Linked DNA regions of Mus musculus: regions 2, 3 and 4 are each linked to region 1. Evidence: chromatin contacts called from public HiChIP or PLAC-seq and promoter capture Hi-C data. All regions are on one chromosome and are shown on one strand. Each heading gives the region's core, a stretch centred on a gene start, on an enhancer-like site or on the middle of the called end of the contact. The rest is flanking DNA. Distances are from core to core; before and after follow the strand shown.

The links. HiChIP or PLAC-seq counts read pairs in DNA pulled down with a chosen protein or histone mark. Capture Hi-C pulls out chosen DNA fragments and counts their contacts.
Region 2: a contact with region 1 is called in a FOXA1 HiChIP or PLAC-seq map of pancreatic cancer cells. The contact joins the enhancer-like site here to the promoter of Gjc1 in region 1. A contact is called at or near these places in 3 of 39 promoter capture datasets (the SN4741 cell line, cranial neural crest and frontonasal cranial neural crest), 2 of 115 datasets of contacts at active chromatin or transcription factors (embryonic midbrain and pancreatic cancer cells) and 1 of 9 other capture datasets (pancreatic islet).
Region 3: a contact with region 1 is called in an H3K27ac HiChIP or PLAC-seq map of the NIH/3T3 cell line, with 2.2 times the contacts expected there. The contact joins the enhancer-like site here to the promoter of Gjc1 in region 1. A contact is called at or near these places in 3 of 39 promoter capture datasets (the C10 cell line, cranial neural crest and frontonasal cranial neural crest), 3 of 484 Hi-C or Micro-C datasets (embryonic stem cells and nephron progenitors), 5 of 115 datasets of contacts at active chromatin or transcription factors (the NIH/3T3 cell line and embryonic stem cells) and 3 of 9 other capture datasets (adipose tissue, liver and pancreatic islet).
Region 4: a contact with region 1 is called in a promoter capture Hi-C map of pancreatic islet. The contact joins the promoter of Meioc here to the promoter of Gjc1 in region 1. A contact is called at or near these places in 1 of 39 promoter capture datasets (cranial neural crest), 1 of 484 Hi-C or Micro-C datasets (embryonic stem cells) and 3 of 9 other capture datasets (adipose tissue, liver and pancreatic islet).

The regions. Positions count from the first base shown.
Region 1 is chr11:102,813,864-102,821,801 of GRCm38.p6, reverse strand. It overlaps Gjc1 (gap junction protein, gamma 1), which reads left to right and starts at 2,643. Exons shown (of 3, transcript NM_001159382.1): 1 at 2,643-2,832.
Region 2 is chr11:103,048,789-103,056,726 of GRCm38.p6, reverse strand. It overlaps Nmt1 (N-myristoyltransferase 1), which reads right to left. Exons shown (of 12, transcript NM_008707.4): 4 at 4,403-4,521; 5 at 1,438-1,529; 6 at 228-344. It overlaps Gm42090 (a long non-coding RNA gene), which reads right to left. Exons shown (of 2, transcript XR_003949775.1): 2 at 7,032-7,737. Among named protein-coding and RNA genes, the nearest start is that of Gm42090, 5.1 kb to the right of the region's middle. Within about 2 kb of position 5,271, at least 174 of the 459 cell types and tissues checked have an H3K27ac peak or open chromatin away from gene starts, as enhancers often do. A contact at or near this core is called in the SN4741 cell line and pancreatic cancer cells, where this site is marked.
Region 3 is chr11:103,000,118-103,008,055 of GRCm38.p6, reverse strand. It overlaps Dcakd (dephospho-CoA kinase domain containing), which reads left to right. Exons shown (of 5, transcript NM_026551.3): 2 at 7,700-7,906. The coding sequence starts at 7,795. It overlaps Gm34620 (a long non-coding RNA gene), which reads right to left. Exons shown (of 4, transcript XR_389059.4): 4 at 7,408-7,938. Among named protein-coding and RNA genes, the nearest start is that of Mir6931, 4.2 kb to the right of the region's middle. Within about 2 kb of position 4,590, at least 134 of the 459 cell types and tissues checked have an H3K27ac peak or open chromatin away from gene starts, as enhancers often do. A contact at or near this core is called in the NIH/3T3 cell line, adipose tissue, embryonic stem cells and 1 more, where this site is marked.
Region 4 is chr11:102,662,279-102,670,216 of GRCm38.p6, reverse strand. Meioc (meiosis specific with coiled-coil domain) reads right to left here and starts at 4,632. Exons shown (of 8, transcript NM_001127576.2): 1 at 4,387-4,632; 2 at 3,732-3,881; 3 at 1,758-1,915. The coding sequence starts at 4,452.

The DNA.
Region 1 (7,938 bases), core at 1,394-3,893:
TATATATATATACACACACATATATATACACACACACGCATATATATATATATATACGTATATATATGTGTGTGTATATATATATATATATATATATAAAGTGGAGAGCAGTTAAGACTTATGACATTGACCTCTGGCTTCTAACACATGTACAAACACCACACACACACACACACACACACACACACACATACGTATGTATATAGTTCAGGGTCTGGGGTATAGCTTAGTGGTAGAGAGTTGCTTAACATGCAAGGGCCCTGAATTTGATTCTCAGCACCAAGAAAGAAAGAAAAATAAAACCTGTTACAGCCCAACATGCCAACTAGACCCACGTGTGTTCCTAGTCTAGATCAAGCACAGAACTAGCCCCGCCCCCAAATCCCACCACGCCCCTTTCAGGGCACTGTTCTGCATAGCAGGTAACTTCAATTCTCACTTAGCAGCATAGACTCCTTTTGCCCGTTTTCAAACTATATATAAACGGAAACTCCTTATGAGGTTATATGATTCAGCTTGGTTTATTCTCAGTGATGTACATTCTACCATTGTATGATTATAGTAGTGTTTATCTGTTCTGTGGCTGATGGGTAATTAGAGTTTTTTTTTTTTTTCTTTTTGGCTGTTAAACTATCCCACACATATTTTGGTGAACACCTGTAGGCATTTCTGTAGAAGTTAGTCAAATGATGTCTTTTTTCTCTTAGAGGAGGGGGGCCAGAATTAAACCCAAGACCATATGCATCCTGGGTAAGAGCTCCACTGAGCTATGCCCCAGCCCCAACAGGTTTTTCTCATTCATATTCTCATGTATTTAAAAGTTCTTCACATTTGCCACTAGAAGAACTAGAGAAGTCATGTTGGGAAAGGCTGGCTGGGGAGAACTTTTGATACTCAGAGGCCAAGCCGTTTAAGGAACGGAAAAGGCTCAAGCAGCTGAGCGGGAGGGTGTAGGTTCTCAATAAACCAAATGTGGATCAGAAATGGCTATCCCATAAAACCAGAGGCTCATGGTTGGCCATGGTGTCCCTTACCTCTACTCCTAGCACTTAGGAGGTAAGAGCTGGGGAATCCCTCTGAGTTCCTGAGCAGTCTGATCTACATAACAAGCTCTAGGACAGCCAAGGTGACCCCATCTCAAAAAACAAAGAAGCAAACAAAAATAAAGGTTCAGAGCACAGCACAGTGGGGGTGGTGTCTGCCTTAGACCCCGCCTCCTGAGACAAAGGCAGGAGCATCAAGACTTCAAAGCTAGCTCTCAGCCACAGGTCGAGTCTGAGATCAGCCTGTGCTATAATGGGACTTCGTTTCATAAAAAATCAAACAAAATATCAAAAATGAAACATGAGGCTCAAAGTGAGCACATTCTTTGATTTTTAGAGAGAAGCCAAAAAAAAAAAAAAAAAAAAAGGATTTAAAAATTTGGGCACTTTCCTAAAAAAAAAAAAAAAAAAAACCACACACATCATAGCAACCAAACAAAATTTCGGAGGGTGTGGGTAGGCAATGGACCATCCCTTTTCATCCCAACCTGTGACCTAGCTTCGGGAGAAATTTGATCCACAAGTCGCCTCACTTGTTAGTGTTTAATTTCATCCCTGTCCAGGGGCAAAACTTTTAAAAAGCCTATCCATTTGTAATTCTAGAGTACAGGAATGGCCCTCCCCTCCCATCTCTTTGGTAAACTGCCTTTCACCACCCAGTCTCAATCTCGTTAAAGTATTTAGGGGAATTTCTCGTTTCTTTTTTAATAAAGATTTATTTTTTATTATTTTTAATTATGTGTCTCTGGGTCTATGTGTAGGTATGTGCACATCGATATAGGTGCCCCGAGAGAGTCGGATCCTCCAGAGGCTGGAGTTACAGGTGGTTGTGAACCACACAACGTGGGTGTAGAAGATTCTCTGCAACAGTAGTACAAACTGCATAGCCGCTGAGCCGTCTCTCCCGCTAGTTTTCCTTTTCTTAACCCGCAGTTTCGGCCAGGGGAATTCCTGTCCATGTGCATTTCAAGTCTTGTAATTGGGATCCCGCTGGGATGCAAGGAGTTAAGAGGAAATGGCCTATTAGGGTCTTACTAATCCGAGAAATCCAGGACCTCAAAACTATGCAGAACGCCTGTAAAAACCATGATTCCACCAGGCGGGGATGGTTGGCCGAGAAGCCCCGGAGGTTTTTCGAGCAACTGCAGAGCAGAGCCTAGAACGGCCATGAGCATCCCGAGATCCGCTGGACCAAGGCCCTGACCTAGCGCACGAGATAACGGTGGAGCTCTGCGGTCCGACCCTGGAAACTCAGGTGAGGCGTGTCTCCATCACGCTGTCACTGGCCGGCTCCTCCGGGGAATCACGCCACAGGAAATGAGCCCGCGGCGCTCGAAGTCAGCCGCCCACCGGGGCTCCCCGCGCAGGGGTCCTCCCGCCACCGCGCGCCCCGCCGCGTACGGGACCGCCCGGGAACGCGCGCGGCCGGTCACGGAAAGTTGGCGCCGGCGCGGGGCCGCGCGCTCCGGGCGCCCCCTCCCACTCGAGGCGCACGTGCAGCCGCGCCCCCGCTCCCAGGCCGAGACGGGACGCCCCCACCCCCACCGCGGCACGCAGTGCGCAGGCGCCTCCCCGCGGGTCCCGGCGGCGGGAGCGGGAGAGAGGGAGGCGGCGGGCGCGGCCGGAGCGGCTTCAGCCTCGGCTTGAAGGCTGAGGCGAAGGAGGCGGCGGCGGTGGCGGCGGCGGCGAGGCGGCGAAGGTGATGGCGACGCGGGGCCCATGAGGCGGCGGCCGGCGGGACGGGCCGAGGCCCGGCGGAGGAGGCGGCTTCGGGGGCGCCCACCGCCGGGTGAGCGGCGGCTTGAGGGGCCCCGGGCCGGGCGCGGCCGGGCGAACTCTGAGGCGCCTCGAAAGCGGCGGCGGCGGCGGGCCGGGTTCCTGGGGGCGGCAGGGCGGGAAGGAGCGCCCGCCGAGCCCCGAGGGGCGTCGCCACCCGCGTCCCGCCGCCGGCGCGCCCGCCCTCTTTGTCCCCAGGCGCGCGGTTCCCAAATTGGGAGGGAAACGGCTCGGGCGGGCCGGGAGCGGGCGGCGGTGCTCCCGCAACTCCTCGGGGCGGTTGGGGGACCCGGCCGGGCTGGCGCTGGGCGGGCTCGTCTTTGTCTGACGGCCTGGGCCGCTCTTCGGCGGCGTGCTGCGGGCTCCGGCGGGTCCTCTGTCCCCCTCGGAGGTTTCTTTTTCCCCCCTTTTTTACTGGAGGTTTGGTTCGAGCGCTGCGGAGCGGGAGAGGGGCTGGCGGGAGGACCCGGCCCGTCGCCTCTTGCTGGACGCCTTTTCTTTACTTGAGATGACTTTATTCTCACTTCGGAAAACTTTGGAGCTCTGCTGTGGCCTTTTTTTTTTTTTTTTTAATTGTTCTTCGTTGAGTCTCCAGATTGAAAATAGAGAGGAGGCGCTAATGCTGTGATTGGGCTGGCTGCCGCGTTTGGAGTTTCGAGTTGAAAAGATTTACATGACCCATGTTTAGAATTTGGGGTCCTCCCCCGCCGGTCCCCGCTTTGCGGATTATTTGGGATTGCTTTTCTTTTGCGAAGTGGGATGAGTTTGGTTTTTGTCATTTGAAGACATTTTCCTTTTGGTCCTCGGGGACTGGCAACGCCACAGATTTCATTGTGCTCGGGCTTTATTTTGTTCTCGTCCACACTAGGTGCAATCGAGGAACTCAAGGTAGACCAAATTCTGGATAAGTTATCTTGTATGTGTCTTAAGTCTAAAAGTTATTGCTTTTGTTGTGCACCCTTACAAGTGGATATATGTGAAAGCGCTGTACAAAAAGCCTTGTAAACGAAAGACTTTAGTTCTGTTAGGCAGAAATCATTTTGTCTGTAGTACATGAGTAACTGTAGGAAGAGGATTAATAATGTAATTTGGGGATTAATCCTTCCCCCTTGTAAACAGTTTGCAGGTATTTTTCAGAGCAAAAAATGCAAAACAAAGAGAAACAAAAAAGGCCCCACGAATTTGATTGCTTAGCTTGTAACTAAATTAATTGTGAGTTTTTGTTAAAAATTGCAGGTTTTGTTTGGGGCCAGCAGGATTTATTTGCAGCTACTTTGAGTTTCTTAAGGGCTGTGTAATGGCAGAATGAAAGGAATTAGAACAGTCTTCGGGGTAAAGGGTAAAACGATTTGTGATGCCAGATCTTCGGGTGCAGAGTAGGCAAAGGGCGTTTTGGAGAGAAAACTGGCATTATAAGTTCTGCAAATGTGTTCTGATGTGTTATGGTTCCAAAACATTGGTTTCATCCTATTAGTTCTGTTCCTTTGCTAAAGAATGGATGAGGAGGTATTGAATACTGGCTCACATACAAGCAGTAAATTCTTGTTTTACAAAGTCTGGAGTTGGCTCTCAGTACACCTTGGCAAAGGGTTAGCTTACAGACCCATGGAATGTGTTTAACCAAAGTGTTTCCTACAACAGTGAGATGATCTCATTAAAGATTACATTTTACTTTTTAATGTTATTCTTTGAAGCTGGCTATCATTGTGTGGCATGGGTTGATCTGGAACTTGGTATGCAGCCTAGGGTGGCTTTGAACTCCCTACTGCTTGACTCTCCAGAATGATGGGTTATAGGTAGTTCATTCAACAAACATTTTTGTGGTCCTGGAGACTGTACCAAGGGCTACGTATGTGCTCTGTCACTAAGCTGTATCCCAGCAACCTTCTCCCCATTAAGTGAGTGTATGGGACAGCTAGGAAGTGGAGCAGACAAAAGATGAGGACCAATCTTCTCTCCCCCTCAGTGTTTTTAATGTGCAAAAAAAAAAGTTTAGCAATATGGAAATTATCTAAAATCCTTGGGGGGAAAACATGCACAAACTTTTAGAATAAATTTGTTTTCCCCTCATGGAAATGAAATAAATTTCACATAGTATTCTTATCCTCTAACCTCTAAACAGTGTTTAGCTCTCACCCATCTGTGGCCTGTTTTATCTGTGTCTTTGTGGTATCTAACTGGTTGTGACTGAATTAATTGTAACCTCAGGATGACTTGTAACATACCTTCCGAGGAAGTCTGGAGTTAAGTGGCGTTAGACTCTATTTTTAGGGAATTCCTTTGGACTCATTCTTGGACCTGGGATTCCTAATTGCCCATCCAGAGTAGGTAGTTATGTGGACTTAGATTCCACCCTCTCCTTTCGAGTTCTGATTCTGCTCCAGGTCCTCAGAATGTCGGCCCCTCTCTGATGTTGGCCGTGTCTTTAACCTGAGGATCTTGGTCGTCTTCTCAGTCTAGACCTAGCTCTTCTCTGTCTTTGGTACCAGATATTTTCTGAGTTTTTGTTGTTCTTTTCGAGACAGGGTCTTAATGCTAGCCCAGATTGGCTGCAGTCTCATGGCGGTCTGCCTCTTTCTTCCCATGTGCTCATAGGATTAGAATGGCTGGTCTAGGCCATAGCGCCCCGTTGGTGTAGACAGTGCTGGAGATCCAGCCTAGAACAGCTTGCACGCTAGAGAAGCACTCTACTAACTAAGCCACACCTCTAGCTCATCCCTATAGTTGTCTTCTTTTCCTTCTGTTCTATACTAGAGATTGAACCCAGGGCATGACAGACAAACACTGCCACAGAGCTACACCCCCAGCCCTGCTTTCACATTTTCTCTTATTCCATGTATCTGTGTCATACTTGTCTTTTTCCTACTTCCTGAAAAAGTTTAAAGCTCAGTCAGAGTCTTTGCCTGCACTACATCTGTTTCCTTTACTCCAGAAGCAACTCTGTCCTTTACTCCTGTCAAGAAACCTTTCAGGGCTAGACAGATGGTTCAGTGGGTAAGAACACTTGTTCTTGCAGAGGACATGGGTTCAATTCCCAGCATTGACACGGCAGTTTACAGCCATCCATAACTCCAACGCAAGGGTATCTTAATGCTGTCTTCTGACCTCGCAAGCACCAAGCACACAAGCGGCATGCCGATATACGAATGAGTAAAATACTTATAAAATAAAATTAAGTAGAAAGAAAGAAACCTATTTCCTATTCTAGTTTAGCCTAGGGACTAAAAATACAGTTACTCTTCTAGGACATATTGCTTATTTGTATAATGTTAATGACACCATTAGATTGTATAGTGTGTTCTGTAATATTTAGAGTAATATCTTGTTTTTGCTATCTCAGTACCCTTGGCACCTAGCTTATAATTACTTCATTTATGTATTCAGCAAGTTGCTGCCCACTAATTTTTTTCTTAGTAGTAGTTTAGTGCAGTAAAATACTTTTGATAAAGCTTTAGTGCATCTACCTGGAAGCCTTGCTATTATTACATGTTGCATATTTTTCTCGTTTTCTTTTGTTTGTTTTTTTCCAAGATAGAGTCTCCCCTATACAGCCCAAGTTGGTCTCAGAACTGGTCTGTATGCCTTAACCTCAAGTGCTAAGGATTATAGGTGTATACACCTTGTTTATATACTGTTTTTTGTATGTTAGTGGTCTTATATATGAATATAGTGCTGTTTTGTTGTGGTTTGTCAGTTTAAATATTTCTTTTTAATTGGACATGTGACTCTTGCCTTTAATTCAGGCACTTTGGAAGGCAGAGGCAAGTGGATCTCTGTGAGTTCAAAGACACACAGGGACCACATAGTGAGACCCTATCTCAACAAAACAAAACAAGACTAAAGAAATGGTTCAGAGGTTGAGTACACTGGCTGATGATAATGGACTGAACCTTTGAAACTGTAAGCAAGCCCCAGTTAAATGCTTTCTTTTATAAGAGTTACCATGGAGGGGGTTGGAGAGATGGCTCAGTGGAACTGAGTTCCTGAGGTCAAATCCCAGCAACCACATGGTGGCTCACAACCATCTGTAATGCAGTATGACTCCCCCTTCTGGTGTGTCTGAAGACAGCTACAGTGTACTCACATACATGAAGTAAATAGTCCAGAGTGACATGAAACTCAGAATGTAGTTGAGCATAGCCCTGAATCCCTGATCTCACTGCCTCACCTCCACCAGGTGTGCACCACATCCTGTTAGCATAAATAGTTTATTATTTGGACCACAACAGAACTCTCAACAATTAGGAGCTTTGTTTCTAGTTGCTTTTTATATGTTTTTCATGGGGAAACTTACCCCTCCACACACACACACTTTGGAGGTTTGAAATTGTATATATATGAGCATAATTTCTTAAGATAGGAAAAATAAAAAGGAGATCTGTACACAGAGTAGTGTTCTTAAACTCTAATAGCTAGTCGTAAAGCTGTAAAGTAACATTTGGGTTTTTAAAAGCGTGTCTAGGACTATATATTAATACTGCAGAATAGGCCCATTGAGCTTAAACTGAATCTCATGGCATGTTGATATTCCAACAAAAGAACACTTGATATGAAGGAAAGTGATTAGAAGATGAAAATTTGCATAACATTCATGTTGCAAATAAACATTTAATGGAACTCATATTTGAAACTGATTTAAAAAAAAACACCTGTATATGTGTAGAGGGATTAAGCCCTCAGCCTCCTGTGTGCTAAGCAGTGCTCTCCTCTCCTGATCTAAATCCTTAACCTCTGGTGGCTGTTTTAATCAGTTTTTCAAATAAAAGTAAATTCCTTCCAAATACTCAATACTAGATGAAAATCAGTAAAGAATAACAGCAGCCACTGTGGATTTTCAGGCACTGTTGGGCTGAATGTTGCGCAGACCTTTAATGTCAGCACGAGGCAAAGGCCGGGAGGTGAGTTCAGTCTTTCTTGGCTGCATAGGAGGTTTGAGGCCAGCCTAGACTACGTGAAATGCTGTCTACAAAAGCCCAGCAATTTAAAAACAAAACAAATATTAGATGTGATAACTTCCCCTTTTTTAATTAGAAAATTAAGTTATGCATTTGTGTGTGTGTGTGTGTGTATATGTGTATTATGTAGACAGGTTCATGGCATGATGCACAGATGAAGGTCA
Region 2 (7,938 bases), core at 4,022-6,521, 230 kb before region 1:
AGCCTTGGCTGGCCTTGAACACAGGGCTCCACCTGCCTCTGCCACCATGTGCTGGGGTTAAAGGTGTGCGCCACCATGTATGTCAGAACATGTGGTTCTATGACTAGTGTCACTCCCAATACACAGATGCCTCCACTCCACCAGCCCCTCCATCCTCCTCCAACAGTGACTGCGTAGCCTTCCTCTTCCAAAACCGGCAAGATGATGGCCACAGGGCTGGTGCTTACGTGTCATAGATGTGGATGTTTGCTGGGATGGCACTGATGAACCCAACCAGTTTCCGACTTGAGACCACTCGGACCCCACAGTGCCACTGTGGGAGCCAACCTGGTGGCCGGAGAGCCCTGGAACAGAGACAGGGACAGGAGCTGTGGCACTGCTCATAGCAGGCAGGTACTAACACCTGGGGTTAGCAACTGTATTCTCTTTAGGACCAAGACTTCCTGGACACCAACACATCAAGACACAACCGTTTCTCACAGCACCTTCTTGTGCTGCAGATGGTGCCCAGTCTCGCACATACATTCCAGGCAAGTTCCTTGGTACCACACTACAGCACCACACAAGGTTCTGTAGGTCCCCTAGGCTGGCCTGAACCTTGTGACCATTCTGGTTCAGCCTTTTAAGTACAGCCGTATGCTAGGTTCTGTGTTTCTGTTTTTTGAAACAGGTTCTTATGGTGTAGCCTCAGCTGGCCTCGAACACACAGAGATTTGCCTGTCTCTGTCTCTGCCTCCCGAGTGCCGATTTTAAAGGTGTGTGCCACCACGCCCAGCCTTTATGTTCATCTCAAAGCTTGGACTGGAGGTCTTCTACGCAAAGAGCCAGTCGTCCTTTGGTAAGGAACTACACGGTGCTCTGAGACCCTGGGCTCTGTCCCGCCTCTCAGCATCGCTCCTTTCTGCTTTCCCTACCTCCCAGGGTGATCCTGCTCCACTTCAGCCTCGTGCCTCTATCTGCTGAGAGGTTGAGTGTAGCCCAGGATAGCAGATGGTTTATCCAGGATAGACTTTTTCTATAATTGAGCATGCTCAATAACTGGATTGTAAGGAACTTTCTTTCCAATCTTAAGGGCTCTTCTGCTCTTCTCCCCTTGAGAAAGTCACCATGGAGTATATGGTCTTTGCTGGGAAACAACTCTGCATGTCTCCCTCTAGCAATTTATTTTAAGGAAGGTTTCAGTTCTAAACACCACTTAAAGCAAGTCTCCAGATGTACAAACTGAGGGACACAGAGATTTCACACTCAGCGGCTGGCTCTTGGGATCTGCTACCTGCTTTGTCTTCTAACTAGGAGAGGTTTTGGAGACTGGAGACCAGGCTATTATCACACTAAACCTCTGGCTCCTTCGATTTCCTAGCCTCCAGAATCATGAGAAACAAATTCCTATTGTTTCCAAGTTAAATAAAGATATAAAAGACACCCCTTATGACTTACCACAAGAGAAACTCTGGGGAATAGTCGAATCGGAACATATTGTCATCATCTTCCACGTAGTTCTCGTTCAGGAGGGTGTACAGCTCTTTCAGCTGCGGAGAGAGAGGGAGCTCACTGAGATGCTCTGCCAAACGGGGCAACTTCAACTCCACGCAGCGCCAGGCTTCACAGAAGGACAAAGCAAACTACCAAATCCACCCCAGGTCTCACAATCCCTTTCAACCCAGGCATGGAACGTTGGCTTCTTTTAGAACAAGAACCCTTGGTTGCAATAAGAAATGGAACCACTAGAGGGCAGGGTCGCACACTTCAGTACACAGCTGCATCTATAGAACCTGCTAACCAACTACTTAAGATTACCCTGGTCCCCAGAGGAAGCCTCCCATTTTCTGTGAACATGCTTTGGAGAAGTGAGTTTGGGGGCTGATTAAGGAATCACTTACTTCCAGGACACCACTGCCATATTTAAAAAACCAAAAACATGATTGGATTTTTTCATTTAGCCCAACAAACTTTTTCTGCCTTCATAAGCCATCCCCATCAGTTGGCCCAAGTAGAAGAAAACTGGTTTAATGACCTGAGTTCAATTCCTGGAGCTCACATAAGGCAGAAGAGAACTGACGTCACAACACTGCCCTCTATCTCCACAGGGATATATGCTATGGCCCACACCTGCTTCTCATCTCCCATCCTCCCACCCCCACCTCACCAGTAAAAAGCTAAAGAAGGGGGCTGGAAGGGGGTTGGCAAGATGGCTCAGCAGGTAAGAGCACTGACTGCTCCTCCAAAGGTCCTGAGTTCAAATCCCAGCAACCACATGGTGGCTCACAACCACCCATAATGAGATCTGATGCCCTCTTCTGGCATATCTGAAGACAGCTACAGTGTACTTATGTATAATAATAAGTAAATCTTTAAAAAAAAAAAAAGGAAGAAGAAGCATCTGGGCGTGGTGGCGCACATCTTTAATCACAGCACTTGGGAGGCAGAGGCAGGTGGATTTCTGAGTTCGAGGCCAGCCTGGTCTACAAAGTGAGTTCCAGGACAGCCAGGGCTACACAGAGAAACCCTGTCTCGAAAAAAACAAAAACCAAATCAAACCAAACCAAACCAAACCAACCCCTCTGTTCCTAAGACAGGTATGGCAGAACTGCTGACGGTCCTTGAGAGGATCTCTACAATCTAGTTGAAGGAAAAAGGCACTTAATAAATTGGGAGGGTGTGTGTGTGTGTGTGTGTGTGTGTGTGTGTGTGTGTGTGTGTTTCCTTACAGAGAAAAAAATTCTAAATCCCTGATGTTAAAACAGGAGGATAACCAGTGTGGTCATCCTGCAATCTCGGTGCTCAGCAAAGTGAGGCAGGAGGTTTGACTCAAGTTCAAGGCCAGCCAGGGTTACATAATAAGACTCTGACTCAAGGGGAAATAAGAAAGTGGCCGGGGGAGTACGCGGGGGGAGTACGTGGCTCAGTTGGTAGAGTCCTTGTTGAATAGTCCAGTACACACAGAGCTCTGGGTTCAATCCCGAGCCCAGCAATCAGGTGCTGGCGACACACACCTGCTATACCAGCACATCCGCCTAAGAAACAAACCCTGAACACGTGCTGGGCATGGCGGCGTGGGACTGTCACTCCAGCACTTAGAAGCTCTCTGTGATCCCAAGGCCACCTTGCTCTACAGAGCAAGTTGCAGGCCTGCTAGGGCCACACAGTGAGACCCTTTCTCAGAACCAAACCAAACCAAACCAAACCAAACCAGAACTAAGTACATGGATGCATTCGCACCCACACTTGGGCACACCCGGTTCCTGCTAAACACACATGAAGAATGTGAATTAGACACTGGGGAGACGGCTCTGTGGTTAAGACATCTGCTGCACTTCCAGAGGACCCCGGTCACTTCCCGACACCCAGATCACATGTTCACAACCATCTATAATTAGCTCCAAATGTAGCGTTGGGCCCCACATGTCCTGTGCTGGTTAGTCTTGCCAAATTAACACAACCAAGCATATCTAGGGAGAGGAAATATTATTTGGGAAAATGCCTCCGTAAGAGTAGACTGTTTCAGGGGCTGGAGAGATGGCTCAGAGGTTAAGAGCACTGACTACTCTTCTGAAGGTCCTGAGTTCAAATCCCAGCAACCACATGATGGCTCACAACCATCCATAATGAGATCTGATGCCCTCTTCTGGGGTGTCTGAAGACAGCTACAGTGTACTTACAGATTATATATAAAGATAAATAAATAAAAAAGAGTAGACTGTTTCTGTCTTGACTTCCTGTTACTCATGGCGTGTAAGCTGAAATAAACCCTTTCCTCCCCAGGTTGCTTTTGTTCACGGTGTTTTATTACAGTAACAAAAGTCCTGAATAGGACAGTCACATACCCACATGCAAGCTCACCTTAAATCACTAGTAAATATAACAACAATAAAGAGGCAGCTACTGGGGTTGAAGCTCACTGTTTAGAGTGCTTTCTCAAGACATGAACCATTATTAAAAATGCACAAGGTGCTGGGTCGCCACTGAGGAAAGGCGTGGAGGGCAGGACCCTCAGCAGCCCAGGTCACAAGTCAAGCAAGGTACGGACAAGAAGCCAGGCAGTGTGTCAAATGCCTCTAATCCAGCATTTAGGAGGGAGAGGCAGGTGGTCTCTGTGTTCGAGGCCAGCCTAGTCTACATAGTGAGTTCCAGGATAGCCAGTTACGTAAGAGAGAGACAACTTGCCCCCAATACAAAACAAAATAAAAGAAAACCAATGACAAGCAAAATAAATAAACAAAATAAGAAAAAAAAATAAGGTTCCACAATAGGAACTTCAGAAGTCAACTTTCACCCTTACACCTATGACATGCTCTTACTGTAGAGTCTGGGCATGCCCAGGAAGTACTGGATGGGGTTTGTTCAGCTCTCTGAGGCTCATCTCCTAAGAGTCCTGTCCCACCCACAAGCCAGGCCTACTCACCACACCACGGTCTCCCAGATCCAAGGCATCCCAGGTGAAGCCCTGGGGCAGGGTGTAGGGCTCCTGGCGAATGTTGTCTTTGTCAGGTTCGACTGGACCATGGGTGTTTACCACTTCACCTAGAAGAAGAGCACAGCAAGTCTATTGTCTGCCCACAGCGTGCGTGAAGGGGCTCACTGAACACACTCACTGGAAGGCTATCGAGGAGGTTCAGGTGGTAGAGTGGCTGCTTTGCCTGTGTGTGTCATACCTAGTACTACATAACCCAGCAGAGTGGTACAAGCCTCTAACTCCAACACTCAGGAGAGGCAGAGGGACCAGAGCTTTCAAAGTTACCTTCCACTGCACAGTGAGTGTAAGGCCAGTCTGGGCAACACAGATCCTGTCCCAGAAAGAAACAATTATATCAGAGTAAATTCCTCCGGTCCCTAGGAGCCCTGCAGCTGACGAACACTCTACGCTCTGTAACTGCAATCTCTCTCCAGTCTTTGGTCCCTAGTAAGGGCGAGCGCACAGCAAAACCTCAGAGTAATCTCTAGGATCCAAGGTGCCTCATCTTTGGAAATCCTTTAACTCTCGGGCAGGCTCCTGAATGACAAACACCCATCACAGCTAATTTAGCTTCCGGTCTCCTGGTTGGTGTAGGGTGTCGTCATGTTCCAGCCCAGACACTCTTCCCTGACTAGAGATCTGTAAGGTTGCATAAGCCTGCCTCTGTGTCAAGACCAACAACAGTGCACTGGCCTCACTCCTCAGTCAGATGATTGCTCTAGCAGCCAGGGTCTCTCAGCCTTCCAGCGTCAGCCTCTAGGCCTGTGGGCCAGCTAACTGCCAGGTCGGGGCATCAGAGCTCTGAGCCCTCCAGATGCCTTTGGGTTGACTCACCCTCCTGCATGATGCAGCCGGGAAGTCTCCCTCTCACCCAACCCTCCTCTGTGGGGAGCTCGGAAGCCGAGATGAAGGCAGGAACTGAAACCAGACGGGGCTGGAGAGGAAAGCCAGACACGCAAGCTCTCCCTCTTAATAGGTTTTGTTTATTTTGGTTTGCCCATCTTTTTTTTTTTTAAAGATTTATTTATTATTATATGTAAGTACACTGTAGCTGTCTTCAGACACACCAGAAGAGGGAGTCAGATCTTGTTACGGATGGTTGTGAGCCACCATGTAGTTGCTGGGATTTGAACTCTGGACCTTCGGAAGAGCATTCGGTGCTTTTACCCACTGAGCCATCTCACCAGCCCTGCCCATCTTTTTTTTTTTTTTAAAAACAGGAGAATACTAAGTAGCTAAGGCTGGCCTTGTGCTCATGGCACTCCTCCTGTCTCAGCTTCCCAATGCTGCATTACAGGTATGTAGCCCTCCAAGTACTTTTAAGCAACTTCCAATTGTCCTCAGACATTTAACTTCTGTGTTGGAGGGGGCACACTCAGTAGAACAGCCTCGCACTCGTGAGGTGGAAGGCAGGTTCTGAGCCTTAGTGGGACGGGACTGAGGGGAGAGAGAGCCTCTCCACAACAGGATAAGGAAAGAGGGCAGCTAGACAGAATAGATCTGAAGAGAGGCTGAAGGTTTGCTCAGGTCACATAACAGTCACACAGACCGAAGCTTCTGACACTGAATTGTAACCTCGGGTATGTAAGTCAAAGTGTGGGGGTGTCAGGAAAATTCAGCAATAGTAAAACCAAACACAAACTGAAAATTAAATATGTACGGAATCTGAGGTAGTTCAGGCAGTGTCACGTGACCTCACACGGGCACGCTGTACTCACTGTGAGTGCCAACATGCGATGAAACATCAAGGAACCTGCCTTAGATCCCTACTTGGATGGTGACTGGAAGACAGCTCGGTGGCTAAGAGCAGGGCTGTTCTTCAGTTCCCTTCAGTTGCCAGCACCCATGCCAGCTGGCTCATAACTGACCTGCAAGGCCGGCTCCAGGGGATGTGGTGCACGGTGCGGTGCCCTCTGCTAGCCTCTGAGGGAAAACACACACCTAACACAAGCAGGCACAGTCACAGAAACGTGTTTGCCTGCATATGCCCCATGTCTGGTGCCCATGGAGGTCAGCTGCAGGGGTCAGAGCCCTGGGACCGGAGTTATGGATGGATGGTTGCCAGCCACCACCTAGTGCTGGGAACTGCGCCCGGTCCTTCCACCAGAACAAGTGTTCTTAACCACTGAGTCTTTTCTCTTGGCCTCACATGATCACCCAACAAATTTTGTTTAACAAAGGCATATGCCAGGCCCACCTGGATTTAGTTTCTTTCTCTTAATTTGGTTTTTGGAGACAGGGTTTCACTGTGTAATAAATAGCCCTGGATGTCCTAGAACTCACTCTACAGACCAGGCTGGCCTCAAAACTCAGAGATGCCTCTGCTGCCTGAATGCTGGGATCAAAGGCACGTGCCACCACACCTGGCTATTTTCACTTTATAAGTGGTTACCCATAATGACACAGACCACTTAAGTCAGGAAACGCCTGTTATGTTCGCTTCTCACCTCCATAGACAAATGCTGTTGGACACAGCTGTCTTTTTACTTCCTGGTATTTGACTTGGCTCTGCCCTCCTAACCCACAAAGTACTGCAAATGTTGCACTATTTCTTGAGGAGAACAGTAACACTAACCACCTGACCTAGCTTACCTTTGGTGTTAGAGCGTGTGTTTTCTGACCTAGCTTACCTTTGGTGTTAGAGCGTGTGTTTTCTGACCTAGCTTACCTTTGGTGTTAGAGCGTGTGTTTCCTGACCTAGCTTACCTTTGGTGTTAGAGCGTGTGTTTTCTGACCTAGCTTACCTTTGGTGTTAGAGCATGTGTTTTCTGACCTAGCTTACCTTTGGTGTTAGAGCGTGTGTTTTCTGACCTAGCTTACCTTTGGTGTTAGAGCGTGTGTTTTCTGACCTAGCTTACCTTTGGTGTTTGTTAGAGCATGTGTTTTCTGACCTAGCTTACCTTTGGTGTTAGAGCGTGTGTTTTCTGACCTAGCTTACCTTTGGTGTTAGAGCATGTGTTTTCTGACCTAGCTTACCTTTGGTGTTAGAGCATGTGTTTTCTGACCTAGCTTACCTTTGGTGTTAGAGCGTGTGTTTTCTGACCTAGCTTACCTTTGGTGTTTGTTAGAGCGTGTGTTTTCTGACCTAGCTTACCTTTGGTGTTAGAGCATGTGTTTTCTGACCTAGCTTACCTTTGGTGTTAGAGCGTGTGTTTTCTGACCTAGCTTACCTTTGGTGTTAGAGCATGTGTTTTCTGACCTAGCTTACCTTTGGTGTTAGAGCGTGTGTTTTCTGACCTAGCTTACCTTTGGTGTTAGAGCGTGTGTTTTCTGACCTAGCTTACCTTTGGTGTTTGTTAGAGCATGTGTTTTCTGACCTAGCTTACCTTTGGTGTTAGAGCGTGTGTTTTCTGACCTAGCTTACCTTTGGTGTTAGAGCGTGTGTTTTCTGACCGCAGCTTACCTTTGGTGTTAGAGCGTGTGTTTTCTGACCTAGCTTACCTTTGGTGTTAGAGCGTGTGTTTTCTGACCGCAGCTTACCTTTG
Region 3 (7,938 bases), core at 3,341-5,840, 180 kb before region 1:
AGTCTAATCTTGTGTGTGTGTGTGTGTCTGAGAGTGAGGGTGCCTGCTCTACTGTGTGCTTAGAGGTCAGCTGAGGAGTTGGTTCTCCTACCCAAGGATTCCCAGATTATTAGACTCAGGCTTGCTCGGCAGGCCCTTTGACCTACTGAACCTTCTCACCTGCAGGAAAGCTTTCTTTGCTGGGAGCTGCTCAGCGTGGTCAAGCAGCTCTGTGACCAGCAAGGAGAGCTGCTTAGGAGAAGAATGATGGGAAACCCGCGTGGGGCATCCTGTGCCCTTGAGGTCTGTGAAGGACTGCAAGGTCCTGACTTACACTGGAGGAATCCCGGGACAGTTGTTTGTTGTGTTTTGCTTTTCAGAGCGGGGTTCTCTGTAGTCCTGGCTGTTCTGAAACTCTCTCTAGACCAGGCTGGCCTCAGACCCACCCACCTCTGCCTCCCAAAGGCTGGGATTAAGGGCTCGAACCCTTTAATCCACTGCCCAAGTTCCTGGAGTGTTTTTAGCTGAGAGCTGATCTGAATAGACACTGCTGGACCAGCAGATTTGATCCCAGGAGTCCAGTGGCACCTCCACACTCAAGCTGAGACTCTCTGAGCTTCCCCCTCACCTCTTTTCCTCCCCCTCTTTAACCTACATTTCCTTCCTTCCTTCCTTCCTTCCCTCCCTCCCTCCCTCCCTCCCTCCCTCCCTCCTTCCCTCCCTCCCTCCCTTCCTTTACTCTTGAGATGGACTCTTACTGTGTTCCCCAAGAAGGATGGGAGGCTTCAGTGACTGGGTGACATCACATTCTGCATTGGGAAGATGAAGTAACCTCTGTCCTCTAATTTAATTTTGACAAGGCGCCTGTGAGAAGTCATTACTGCTCCTACTTTTTTTCTCAATTAAAGGGAAGTTCAGAACACGGAAGGAAATTGCCCAAGGCCTTTCTGATTACAAAGCCTCTTGGCATGGGCCTTCGCCACGACCCAACGTCTGCATGGCAGTCCAGTCCCTGCCCACTCATAGATGCTTCTTGAGGCGCTGGTGTGGGATGAGACCATCTCCTCCCTTCTCTTGCTTTGGGTGGGAGGAAAGGAAACTGATTCCCAACCCCCTCTGACCATTCCCTCCTGGTCATGCGCAGCCCAGAGAAAGTGGTGATGTAATAGCCCTCGCAGAGGGGAGAACTTGGACTCTGGTTTAAACAGCAAGCCCTCACCAATAATGACCGATTAGGAGTGCAGAAAGTGTGTAAAAATAGCGCTTAATAGTTAACCAGCAAACAATATATTTTTGCAGTCATTGGTTCCACAAGAAAATAATTGGGTCCCAAGGCAGGAATGACTCGTTTTGTTGAATGATTATATTGATCATTGGAGGAAAATGGATACATCCCTTCTGGAGAGCAATTGAAAGAGAGAAGTGGCCAGCTGGCCAGACATGCCCAGTGTGACACCCTGAGGAGGGAGCTGTACACTAATGAGCAGCCAGGTCCTGGCAGAGGGCAAGTAGACTGGGGGCCATAGAGGAATGCCTCACAAGGTACCCAGCTTTTCCTGGGAAAGAGGGCGTGGCTACCCAGGTATCAGCTCTTCCTAGTTAACCCACTGTGTCCTTTGAGCTCAGCCCCCCACCCCAGTGATTTGCTAACATCGGTCACCATGCTCAGATTACATAGAAAGCAGACCAAGAGACTAATTGTAGCCCCTGGTTTGCTGCTTAGAGGAGAATGTGATCTCAGTGGTTTCCTTTCCTTCCTGGTCATTCATTGCATAAGTAGTTGCTAGAGATTCCCTCTAAGTGGGCGTGGTTGTGTGTACCTGCTATCCCCGGTGGAGAGGATTGCCCCACATTAGAGGCTAGCCTAGGCCACATTGGAAGACCACATCTCACAAAACATCCCCATAGTTCCGAATTACATACGAAGAAACTGAGTGGAAGAAAGGTTAAGTGGTTTACTAATGTTGCCCACCTATTAAATGAGACATTGGACTTCATACAAGATGCTGGGGCTGAGAACAAATTAAATAATGGTTTGTGGCTTCGTGGAACTCATTTTATCTGACACTTTAAAATAGTCATGCACAGGGGCTGACAAATGACCGAGGGAGCTTGTCTTGGTTGCAGAGGGGACCCAAGTTTGAATCCCTGCAACCAGTTGCCTGTAACTCCAGCTCCAACGGTGTGCAGTGCCTCTGGACTCTGCAGGCACCCACGTTTACATGCTCGTAATTAGATCTTTTAAAATCTGTCATATACAAAAAGTCACAAAACTACGAAGCATAAGGAGTATGTGGGAGGGAGATTGAATAGACTGGCGAGCAGTCAACTCCTGGTGGGGCCTCAGCTCACACAGATCTCTCCCGTCCCTCATCCAAGACAACAAATACCCCCTATTCCTGTCTCCACCATCACAGCCTGTGCTCCATCCTGACTCCAGACTGTGAGCTGCCTGGTAGAGGAGGGTCAGTTAACAGTGGTCTAAGTTAGACTGCAAGGGTTGTCGGGAACAGCATGCACGGAGACCTTGAGATGGAAAAGAAGCCTCGTGCCCACAAGGGAAGAGGGAGGCCTGACATCAGAGGGTCCTTTAGTAATGATCTTAGCTCCCAGGAAGTTAAGTGGGGACTGTCTGACCTGTGGAGTTGGACCAGCAGTGAGGCTCAGTCTGGAGGTGCAGGAAGCAGCCTGAGTACTTTTTCAAAGAGAAACCAGAGGAAGTTCCAAGAGTACTGGCCCCACGAGGGAGCAATGGAGAGGCATATTGGAGTAGCTCAGTTTAAGAGCCCACCATTTGCAAAGCACAGCAGTGTGGAACTTCCTCTTGGGCCTTTAGGCTCACCACAAATTTTGGGGTGCAGACGTTGCTGTCTCCAAGTCTTTCTTCCCATTTTCTTTGTACTTGTGCCTCTCCCCTGACATGGAGAAAGAGAGGGAGGAAGCTTTGAATGTGCCTCTGGGAGCAGAGTCCTGCTTTCCTGCCAACTTTGGCTGGTGAATCCCCTGCCTGAATCCCTGGTGCTGGCTTCCATTTCCCTTTGGGACCTTTAGCTTTCCTCCAGCCAAGCCAGCTCTGAGAGTGGCCTTGGGCCAGCAAGGTGGCTTATTAGGTAAAGGTACCTGCTACCAAGCCTGACAACTGAGTTCCTCCCCAGGACCTACATGGTAGAAGGAGAGAAGCAGCTTTCAGGTTGTCCTCTGACCTACACACATGCACATACATACATACAACATACAAACATAGTACATACAACTTTTGTTTTGATTTTTTTAGACAGAGTCTCATTAAGTAACCCTGGCTATCTTGGAACTTGTTCTGTGGACCAGGCAGGCCTCAAATTCACAGAGATCCTCCTGCCTCTACTTCTCGAGTGTCCAACATGCCCAGCCAATACATGTAATTTATTTATTTATTTTTGGATTTTCGAGACAAGGTTTCTCTGTAGAGCCCTGGCTGTCCTGGAACTCACTTTGTAGACCAGGCTGGCCTCGAACTCAGGAATCCGCCTGCCTCTGCCTCCTGAGTGCTAGGATTAAAGTCATGCGCCACCACCGCCGGGCAATACACGTAATTTTTAAAAAGAGAGACCGAGGCCTCTCTGTTGGTCGTGGTGTTCCTTGATTTACCAGCTAAGCGTTTTCGGGTGCTTTCAGGAGTGGAAGGAACTGTCCGTGAAACAGCCTCCCTCTGGATATGATGCTGTACTGGGCCCTTTGTGAAGGCTGAAGCCCAGAAAAGACCAGGCCTCTGGGACTCCACAGTTTCTCATTTGCAGAGGACTTGCTACACTTTCCCAGACCTCGTAGCTCCTTGAGGACAAACTGGTAGCTTTACATGGTCAGAGATAGACCCACACCTCTGTGTAGCCCATAGCCTTCCCTGTTAGCCAGTGCTTTGAGCCTGGCTGGTTCTACATCTTTTCTTTTCTTTTCTTTTCTCTTCTCTTCTCTTCTTTTCTTTTCTTTCTTTCTTTTCTTTCTTTCTTTCTTTCTTTTTTTTTTTTTTTTTTGAGACAGGGTTTCTCTGTGTAGCCCTGGCTGTCCTGGAACTCACTCTGTAGACCAGGCTGGCCTCGAACTCAGAAATCCGCCTGCCTCTGCCTCCCAAGTGCTGGGATTAAAGGCTTGCGCCACCACTGCCTGGCTCTACATCTTTTCTTGAAAGTCTTGTAGAGGACTCAGATTTGGCCAGGCCTAGAAGTGCTATAAAGTAGATTCTAGAAAATAATGGCTCGGTTGGCAACTTAGATTGTTAAAGGTGGCCGTTTCTTCATGTGCACTTGGGGGGCTGTCTATGGGTTTGAGTGGTACTTGGTTTCTGCCTTGCTGTGCTTTGAAAAGCCAGTGGGCCTTTGCTTCAGCCTCCTTTCTGGCAGGGCCTAATCTACTCATTGCCTGGGGTACAAAGGGGCTTTTGGGCCAGGCCAGGGCCAGCATCATCTGACCATCCTGCTCCCCACCAGCCGGCTCTGTTCCCCCCAGCTGGTTTCATTTGCTCTGGTCTGTCTGCAGTTTTCCCACAGGGAAAGCTGGAGGTTTCCATGGGTTGTCTGAGAGGTCCCTGGCACATTGCTGCAAAGCACAGAGGAGCTTAGTCAACAGCTGGAGAGGGAATGAGTCACCCGGGCTTGCTAGACAGGAACAGCTGGTTCTTACCCATCCCCTTCAAGCCGGCAGCCAAGAGCCTCCCCGTGCATGTGTTCCTTCAGGCTTCCAGCTAAAGGCAAAGTGACTGGCCATTTCTGCAGATGGAAGTCGAAGGCACTCAAAAGGGTAGCTGCTCATTTGGTTGCCATGGGAGCCTGCACTTCCCATGTGTCTTGATCGTTGTGAGCAAGCACCCTCCCTCCCTTTCTGCAGAACAAAACTGTATGATAATCAAGAAACCAGCCACTGGGAATGATGTACATGCTTATAATCCCAGTGCTTGGGAGGATCAGGAGTTCAAGGTCATCCTAGGCTATATAGTAACCCGAGCTAGCCTGGGCAGGTCCCTTCAGGCTCTGCTCACTATCTGTTGCAATAAAAGTGTGAGGAGCCAGCACTTGGGAGGCAGAGGCAGGCGGATTTCTGAGTTCGAGGCCAGCCTGGTCTGCAAAGTGAGTTCCAGGACAGCCAGGGCTATACAGAGAAACCATGTCTCAAAAAACTAAAAAAAAAAGGTGTGAGGATCGGGCTGGCGAGATGTCTCAGCGGTTAAGAGCACTGACTGCTCTTCTGAAGGCCTTGAGTTCAGATCCCAGCAACCACATGATGGCTCACAACCACCCATAATGAGATTTGACTCCCTCTTCTGGTGCATCTGAGGACAGCTACAGTGTACTAATGAATAATAATAAATTAATTTAAAAAAAAAGTGTGAGGATCCAGTCTGAGCCCTGCCATACACCAGAGTTGCTCTATCCCCAGAGATTGTGATTGCACCCATTCCGAGGAGGTGTGTGGGCAGCTCTGTGGAGGGAGGTTGAGGGCAGCTTGGCTAGATGGACTTCCATTTACCCTCAGCTGATTCTGACAGGTGACTGTTGGTGGCTTTGTTTTTGTGTGGGAAGCTGGCCCTTACCTCTCCACTCTAGACTGCTGTTCAGGAAGAGGGACAGATGTTCCTCGCTTTAGAGCAGGACTTCCTTGTTTTCCACCCAAATCCCCTTTTCACCAGAATGTGACTCTGGGTATGTGGATGTTAGTGGTAATCATCAAGGAATTGATTTTAAACCAGGTGGTGGTGGCGCACGCCTTTAATCCCAGCACTCAGGAGGCAGAGGCAGGTGAATCTGAGTTTGGAGTGAGCATGGTATATAGAATACATTGCCGGACAGCCAGGGTTACACAAGAGAATACCTGTTTTGAAAAAGCAGGTAGGTTTAAGGGCAGGCACAGTTGCTAAGCAAGTAAAGATGCTTAGAACACTTTGGCATACACAAATCTGTACACCAGCAGCTATACTGTTTTTACATAAATATATGTGTGAGTGCCATATATGCATGTATGCCAGGTTTGTGCCTGGTACCTGCAGGAGCCAGAAGAGGGTGGCAGATTCCTGGAACTGGAATTACGAATGGTTATGAGCCACCATGTAGGTGCTAGGAATCGAAACTGGATCCTCTGCAAGAGCAGCAAGTGTTCAAAAAACCACTGAACCATCTCTCCAGCCCCTTTCTGGCTTTTTTTTTTTTTTTTTTGAGTCAGGATCTTGCTATGTATACCAGACTGGCCTCAAACTTATAACAAATGCCTTGCCTTTTGAGTGCTGAAATATGCCTCACCCAGGAAGAATTAAATCAAGGTTGAGGGCCATTTCAGAAAGTGTTGGAAATTCTGCTCTAATTCTAAGTCCAAAATAATTTGATTTTTTTTTTTTTAATGAAATTCAAGTCAGCAACTCAGACAGTAATTTCAAAATCAAACATTCGGGTACTATACTCCAACCATTCACTAATTTCATCCTTAAATGCTAAAGAATGGCAGAGGAGAAATACTCTTTCCTTTCTGTAATTAAACCACTGTGTTTCTGTACGAGTAGGTAATTTTGTGCACGGAGGGAAAACACTGTAATTCCTAACACAGTAGTCTCCCATAGGTGCTTCCAGCAGTGTTTGCTGGCATTGGATAGCAGCATGGCACTGGTTGTGAAGTCATGGCATGGCCAAGAGCTACCAGACACACATGAGCCATTTTGAGAGTTGTTTAAGTGAGTGTTTGGGTGTACATATGGAGACCAGAGAACAACTCTCAGGAGAGGTGGTTCTCTCCTTCCACCACGTGGGTCCCAGGGATCAGACTCAGGCAGTCAGGTGACAGTAGGCACCTTTGCCTGCTAAACCACCTCACTGGTCCTCTGACCCATCTCGTAGTTTTGTTTTGCTCACTTTTAGAAACGAAGTCTAGTCCAGGCTGTCCAGGAACTTAACACATAGCCCAGTCTTCTGTAAAGTTCTGAGTGCTGGGGTTAGAGTGTCTCACTTTGTACCTAATTGAAAAGCCACTCTTGAGGGACAGCAGGTCGAGACACCGAATGTGACTCTGTCACAAGGGTCCTCTTGATAAGAGGGACATGACCAAGGGGTGACAGTACCCTCAGGCTAACTTGTAAATTGTGGCATTCTTTAGTCTCTGTTTAGACTCGAGTCTGTGGGAGATGCCCGTGACCCGTGTGAGAATGAGCTAGGCACATGGAAACTTGTAGGCTGGTTTCTTGTTATCCCGTGCCACACCAGAGTGGCTGTTTCCCCCTGTTGTCTGATGTGTCTTCAGGAGAGGCAAATTCATTTCCATGTGGGCTCAGGCAAGGTATAATTAGGACAGTAAATCTGTAGGTTAACAAAAGTGGCTTTGACAGATTTCAGGCCCTCCTAAGAAGGGCATATACACAATGTATTTAAAAATGTAATTAAAGAAAAAAAAGATTTAAAGAAACCGAGAGCTAGAGCCGTGGCACAGACCTTTATTTAATAACCGGTGCTCAGAGACCTAAAGCAGAAGACTAGTGAGTTCAAGGCCTGCAGGGACACACTAATGAGCCCCTGGGGATATGGTTTATTAGAACAGCACTTGCCTGGCATGCACAAGGCCCTAATGTCCAGCCCATCCCAACACCCACAGTCCTGGAATTTAACTCTCAGAAACAGCCCCAAATCTCCCCACGCCTAGGGCTAGGCCTTGCCCAGCCTTGTGTCTTCGTGCCCACTGCTGACCAGGCCTGCATGTCTCTTAACAACAGGATTTCCCAGCCTGGTGGAGCAGCCGACTGGCGAGTGTGCCAACTGTCCCGTGCTTCCCAGCTCCTACCTTGCCTGTCTTCTCTCTCCTGGGAAGATGTTCCTGGTGGGGCTGACGGGAGGCATCGCCTCAGGCAAGAGCTCCGTCATCCAGGTATTCCAACAGCTGGGCTGTGCTGTAATCGACGTGGACGTCATTGCGCGGCACGGTGAGTGCACAGCAGCGTCCCCTGTGCTTCCA
Region 4 (7,938 bases), core at 3,383-5,882, 150 kb after region 1:
GACTTACTATATATAACTCTAGCTGTCCTGGAACAATGTAGACCAGGCTGACCTTAATTCATAGAGATCTGCCTATCTCTGCCTCTCAAATGCTGGCATTGAAGGAGTGTGACCAGACTAAATGTTTTCAATAGCATCTGTCAATTTCAGTTATTTTTGGAGAATTGTGTATTATATAGTCTAATACTTAATTACCCATAATTTTTAACTTTCAGTGTTTTTATTAGTAGGACTCAACAAATATGTTTCCTTATTAAACATGCACCAAGCCTCCATTAATAGTTCCCTTATATGTAATTAAATGTAAACATCACTCTGAGTAAGCTTCTCTTCCCCACAGCTTTCTGTAATGTTTTATTTATACACATACATATGAATACCAGGCTGTCCTTGAACTCATACCAGCCCCGTTCTCTTTTAAATCCTCATGTGCAGTCCCTGGTATGTTATTATTGTCATAATCCTCTTTACTATATGACTATAAAGACAAGAATAATACTTACTATATTAATTCTATTTTCTCTACATAAGAGAATATTTGACATGCAGTAAGCTCTTATTGTTTGCAGGGTAGAAAATACTTTAAAATATTTCAAGTTGCATAAAACCTTGTTTTCTATATAAGAAAAATTAGTGAAAACTTAAAATTGGATAAAAATAGATTTATAGATTTTAATTTTATTTCTGTATGAATGCTATCTCTGTATGTATGACTGCACACCAGAAGAGGACATCAGGTCTTATCATAGATATTGCTGGAAATTAAACTCAGGACTTCTGGGAAAGCAGGCAGTGCTCTTAACCACTGAACTATCTCTTCAGCTCCCTAGATCTAAACATTTTAAATTTAATTATGTTTAAAGTTGATAAGTTGATGCCTCAGCAGGTTATAAGCGCTTACCACCAAGCCTAATGATGTGAGCTCCATCCCTGAGACATATTAGAAGAAGAGAACCAGCTTCCTCAAGTTGTCCTTAACACAAGCACACAGAGACACACACACAGACCCACACACACAATTTATGAAATTTTAAAATGTTATCTTTAGAAAGAAGAACTTGGGCTGGAGAGATGACTCAACAGTTAAGAGCACTGACTGCTCTCCCAGAGGTCCTGAGTTCAATTCCCAGCAACCACATGGTGGCTCACAACCATCTGTAATGGATCTGATGCCCTCTTCTGGTGTGTCTGAAGACAGCTTCAGTGTACTCACATACACAAAAATAAATAGTTTTTAAAAAAAAGAAAGAACTTAAGACACCTGAGATTTGGGACACAAGAACTGATTCAGTGCTTAAGAAAACTTCTTGTTCTTCTAGAGGATGTAGGTTCAGTTACCAGCACCCAAGTGGTGACTCACAACCAACCATTAAGTCCAGTTTCAGTGGATTCAAAACCTGTCTGACCTCCACAATCAAAAGGCATGCACATGTTGTACAGAGTCACACATGCAAGTAAAACACCTGTGCACATAAAATAACCTAAAAACATTTTAAAACAAAGTTGAGACTTGTGTACTACTGCAGATCCAGCACTCAAGAGATAAGGCAGAAAGGTAACAAATATGAAGCCAACTTACATCTAAAAACGTTAACTAAAAATTATATATAAATAACTGCCTAATAATTTGTGCTTTCTTAAAACATTAACATAAAATTATAATCTCATAATATTAAAATAGAAGAGATAAAAATCTAATATACTTTGATAGCTGTGAAACAAAACTTTAAAAACTCATTGAACCTGAGAAAACTTACCTGTTCTTTACACTGATCTGAGAACTGGGAGGTTGTTTAATATCGTCTCCGTAAGTAGACCATGGTGCATAGAAGAGTGAGGAGTCTATAGAACTTGCATACTCTGTTGATGAGGAGAGTGGAGTGCAGGTCTGCCTTAGGTCTACATTGTCTTCGTTCTAAAATTTTAAAGAAATATTTCCACATTAGAGATCAAATTTTCATTTATTACAGAGTACTAGCAAAATAGTAAGAAAACATAATAATGCAGGTGTTAGAAGTTGGGATAGCTACTCAAGAACTCTGTCAAAAGCTGGAATACAAACATCTGTGGGGCATTACAAATAGGCTGCAATTCCTCAGCTCTGTTCCAGCACTAATGCTGAAGCAACTATGACAATATATAAACAAATGAACATGATAGATATAATAAGTTATTATTCCTATGAGTTGTTATAACTAAAAATATATCAATATCGATGACCTGCTTAAAAATTTTCAAACAGAATTTGCAGGGGGCAAGAGAGATAGCTGAGCAGGAAGAGTACTTGCTGCTCTTGGGAGAATACCCAGGTTCAACTCTCAGCATCCAAATGACGGCTTTCAACAATCTGTAACTGCAGTTCTAGAAATACTGCCTCATTTGTCCTTTACAGGCAAGCACATGGTGTACATAAAGCATGCAGGTAAAACACTCATACACATTCTTAAAAACTTTATTCTATGCCTAATTTTTAAAAATTTTGTCTTGCCAGGCCTGGAGGCGCACACCTTTAATCCCAGCACTTAGGAGGCAGGCAGATCTCTGAGTTGGAGGCCACCCTGGTCTACAGAGTCAATTCCAGGAGAGTTAGGGTGACACCAGAGAAATAAAACTGTGCTTTGAGAAGCCAGAACAAACAAACAAAACAAAACCCAAAACCAAAGTTTTAGTGAGGTAAACAGCACGTAATTAAAGACACTGTAAAGAAAATTAAAGGTATAAAAAAATTTACCTTTAAAATTGCAAGTATGTTTGAAATTAAAAACTAAAAGGCATTACAATACATGCTTAAAATAAAACAATATTTAGTCTTGCTAAATAACTTTCTTACTTGCTAAATTAATTTTTACATTACTGACATGTTATATACTAAGGACAGAAAGGGAATGAGCCAATGAAAAAAGTCTTTTCTTGGAGGGCTGGAGAGGTTAAGAGCACTGGCTGCTCTTCTGAAGGATCAACGATCAATGGCAGCTTGCAACGCCGGCAAAACTACCATACATATACAAAAAAATAAATTATTGTTTTCGTTTTCTCAAGACAGGGTTTCTCTGTGTAGCCCTGGCTGTCCTTGAATTCACTTTGTAGACCAGGCTGGCTTCGAACTCAAGAGATCTGCCTGCCTCTGCCTCCCGAGTGCTGGAATTACAGGTGTGCACCAACACTGCCTGGCTTAAATTTCTTTTTTAAATTAAAAAAAAATTTTCCCCATGTCCAAAACCAAGTGTGTACTGTGCAAACTCTAAAATATTCTCCTCTGGACCAGTCGGTTGGGCGGCAGGGTGCTTGCTGCTGATCCTGAGGACCTGAGTTCAATCCTGAGGACCTGAGTTCAATCCCTAGGACCCACGTGGTGGACGCTGAGAACTGAAAAGTTCTCCAACCTCCATCTGTTGTCATGCCACGTCTCTGTGGCCCCTCCACCATAAAACCACCATAAAATAAACACATATATACATATATATGTATATATAATTTAAAAAATTTTGGTGTCTATACAGAACTTAATAATAATAATAGTAAAAGAAGCCCGTTTTCCCCAGCTTCTAATTCTGACTGGAGTTTTTTTTAACATGTATGGGACTGGAGCTGAAGGTCCTGGGTTTGCGTTTGGTGGTGGGGAAACTACAAAGGGAGCGGGGTGGGGAGAGGATTGGGGGGCGGGGTGGGGAGAGGGTTGGGGGGGGAGGGCTGGGGGGAGGACGAGCAAAGTCTTGAATTTGTTAATGGACCTGAGACTTGTAGCAATCATAGAAGGGCGCCGAGCCGGTCAGCATCATGCTGTTGAAGACGTCGGATAATCTATTGCTGGTGTCGACGCTGAGGTTCCAGCACCGATTCGCGCTTCCACGGAACGCCGCCGCGGCCGCCGCCACCTTCGGCTGCTCGGAAACGGGGGAAAAGCCGGGTGGTCACGGAGCGCCGCGCAGCTGGGGCTGTAGCCTGGGCCGTCTAACTGCAGATCCTTAGGGGACACTAACTCGGGCCCCCCAACCCCGCTCCCTCGTTTCCTCTTCAAGCCCTCCTCCCCACCCCGTCACTGCGCCTCAGCTCTGAGACGCGCGACGGCGGCGGCAGCGGCCCTCGACGGCCCTGACAGACGCCTCCGCGCCATTGCGACTGGCTGACCGAGGTGGCGCCTCCGCTCTGAAGCCTCTGGGAGGTCAACCCTCGCCCAGACTCGCGACTTCGCAACCCTCCCCCACTCGCGACTCGGCCCGACGACATGTTGGGGCTCCCCCACCCGCGACCCGTAATCTCCCGTGTCGCCACCCCGCCACCACCCGGGCCTCCTTAAAGAAGAAGCACGCTGAGGGACGCGCCTTCTCCTCAGCGTCTCTCCCGGGGGCTGCCATCCTCGAAGTCCCCCCGACCCCCGCCAGTTACCTCAGGTCCCTCCCTCAGGCCTTGGGGGTGACGGGGCCGGCAGGTGTCTCCGCCGCTCACCTCCATGGGGGCCCCCCAGCTCCTCCTGAGCTAGTTAACAGCTCCCGGGGTACGGGGGTGAGGGAGGACGTCGAGGCCCAGCTCCCTCAGCCCGCACCCCACCGCTACCGCTGCCGCAGCCGCCGTCGGCGCTGCCAGGAGCCGCTCTGTGGGTGGGGGGCCGAGCCGAGACGGTGCGACGAAGAGGCCGTTACATTGCTCCCCGCGCCTCGCGACTAGGCACCGGCCGCCGGCGCCCCGCCCACGCCCACGCCCAGGAGGCCCCTCATCTCGCACCCCTCATTGGCCCGCGGCCCAGCCAATGGGCGACCGCCTCCAGGGTCTGTTGCCCCCCCAGAGACAAGACTAAGAAGGAGCAGTTAGCCGACTTCGCCCTAGGCTTGCTCTCAGGCCAGGGCTGAAGATGTTTCCCGCTCAAAGGAAGCTCGCTCGGGATTGGCCAGAACGGACGAGCACAGGCCCGCTGATTGGCTGATGGGAGGCGCGCGCGCCTACTGGCTTGGTAGCGGTGGTTGGGAGATTAGAGAAATCGCACAGCAACAGGCCGATGACCCGAAAGCCCTCCGCCCGGCACCCGAGGGCACCCGAGGCCAACATCTTCGTTTTGGGTCTTGTTCTCCGCCCCTAGTTCCCAGAACTCTACAGAGCCGCCAGCCCAGTAGACTGTTGTAGCCTTTTTCAGAGGGCAAAGAAACGAAACCCTTGTAGAGCTTAAATGGTGAGAGCTGTCCGCTGTCCTGGGACCAGGTTTCCTTTAGGGTGAAGGTGTTTTGACTATTAAATATGAATATGACTTTTCAAGGAAACTTCACCCTGAATTTTTGTTTGTTTTGTTTTGAGTTTGTTGTTGTTATTTAGCTAGTAATAGTAATTTAGCTAAAAATAGTTTGCTGTTTTCTAGCTATTCCGGCGACCTTACGAGATGATGACATAGTCTGATTAGGGTCTTAGAAAAATGCAAAGTCCTCAAAAATGTGTGTATGCGCGAGCACGGAGAAGGGGGGCACTGAAATTTTAAAGGAGTAAACACAGGCGTTTTAAGGGTGTTTGCACTTCAAATCAAAATTTGAGACGCACCGGATTAATCATTTAGCTCGGGCACTAATGAGGTAGATTAGGGGGATGAGTTTACTGGCCCACGCAGACCTGACGGTTTTTTCAGATGCATAACCATCTATAACTCAAGATGGGGAATGACAGAGGAAATACACCATATCAAACTCTGGCTTCCAACACAGACACAAATGGGCAAGTACGTGCGCATGGGCACACACACACAAACTTTAAAAAAGAGATTTGGTGTTGGGGTGATAGTAAATTACTTGCCGTCAAGTATGAGAACCTAAGTCTCATCTTCAAAACCGATGGCAAAAAAAATCCCAGGTGTGATAAATGTGTAATCCCAGCGCTTGGGAGGTCCAGTTGGATCACGGGGCCTCACTGGCCGACCAGTGTACCTCCTCAGCAAGGACCTATCTCCAAAGACAAGGTGGGGGACAGTGAGATGGCTCAATAGGTAAAAGCAAGACTGATGGTTGAGTTTGAGCCATCATGCAATGTGAGAATCAACTCCACCAAGTTGTCTGCTGGTCTCCCCATGTGTTCTGTATTGCATCTACTTCCATACACATATATATCCTAATGATAAACATGATAAACACATATATGCCCATATAATAGATTAAAAAAAATTTTGTTGTTGTTTAGAGAGTCTTTACATAGCCCTTGCTTTCCAGGGGCTCACTTTATAGACCAGGCTGACCTCAAACTCACAGAGATCCACCTGCCTCTGATGTAAGTGCTGGAATTAAAAGCATGCATCAACTGCCTGACTCTGATATAATTCTTAAACTTAAAAAATGATCGATGGGTGGGGCAGTTCACTGAATTTGAGGCTAGCCTGGTCTATGGAGCATATACCAGGACAGCTGGTGCTACACAGAGAAACCCCGTCTCAAAAAAACAAAACAAAATGTCTAAGTATAAGGTGGCTAGCATCTGAGTTTTGAAACCTGAAGTAGGTGTCTGGCCTCCACATGGAAGCTATTCCATAACAGTTTCCTCGGAGATTGAAACATTCCATCGTGCAGGGAAGCCCCTTAAGCAGGAAGGCTAACAACTCAGAAGGGTTGAAGGAAGTCCCCGAACCTGACCAGAGTCACTGGGCCCTTCCTCACCAGATTAAGCCATAAAAGCTCAGAGTCTCTCTCAGAACAGCCAACCTACCAAAAATAAACAATTTTTTAAAAAAGCCAAACCCACACCAGACTGCTGCCTGGGAGAAGCAGAAACCAGCTAAGATGCCTGGAAGAGGTTTAGACCAACTGGAAAGGACAGTTTTCAATTTGTTTAGCTGCCCGCAGGCTGCATTGTGTGCCACGTTCCCAGCTTTGTGAGCTGTCACACATGCTGGGGTGGTTCTTGGTGAATCAGCTCTCTTTAAATCATTTCTGCTCCCATAAGTAACCCCTCACCCATATTCTTGTAAGTAACCCCAATAAAACTCATTGGTTCAGCAAGTTGGACTTTGGTGGTATTGGTACTTTGGACTGTCAGGAGTTCCCTATCTGTGGTAAGTAGACATGTGTGTTGCATCTCCCCAGGAAAGTTTTGTCATACAACACACACATACACATGCATATGCACTAGCACATACATGTACATCTACACACACACAAACATGTCCACATGTTAAAAAAAAAAAAAAAAAGGAAAACGTAGGCAGCATTATCAAAGCCTATATAGATAGTTGTTAGTGATAGACAAAAGCTTACAACTTGTTTAAGGTTGGCACCAGCTCCTTGTGTCTCCAGAGACCTGCAAAACGCCCCTGTTGAGTTCTGCTTCAAGGGGACAGGATGGGGCTGGTTTCTAGCTACTTGCTGATCTGGAGTCCCATTGCTTTTCTGCTTTGAGGATCTAGCACTTTCTTATTTGTTTGCTTCTGTTTCTTCTCTCTCTCTCTCTCTCTCTCTCTCTCTCTCTCTCTCTCTCTCTCTCTCTCTCTCTGTTGAGACAGGCTTTCTCTGTGTAGCCCTGGCTGTCCTGGATGTCGAGGATGGCCTCGAACTCACAGAGATCCACCTGCTTCTGCCTCTGGAGTACTGGGATTAAAGGTATGTGCTCCTAATGCCCAGGTCACATTTTGGATTTTTCTTCTTTGAATAGAGTTTAGTTTTTAGAGACACTTTAAGGCTACAGGAAATCTGAAAGCACAAAGGGTTTCCTTGTGCCTCCACTCCGACACATGCAGCTTCTCCCAACGTCAGCATCCTGCCCTGGACTACTCCCCTGCTAACAATCAACCGATCTCTGATGCATCCTTCCCACTGCCGTCCACAGCCCGCAGAGAGTTCACTCTTGCTGCAGCAATTTCAATGGGATGACATGTGTCCCTGGTTGAGGTAACATATGAAATATTTCACCGCCTTAAAATAAAGTCTCATGTTGGGCTGCAGAAAGTGTGGACGACCCTTGCAAGTGGACTTGAAT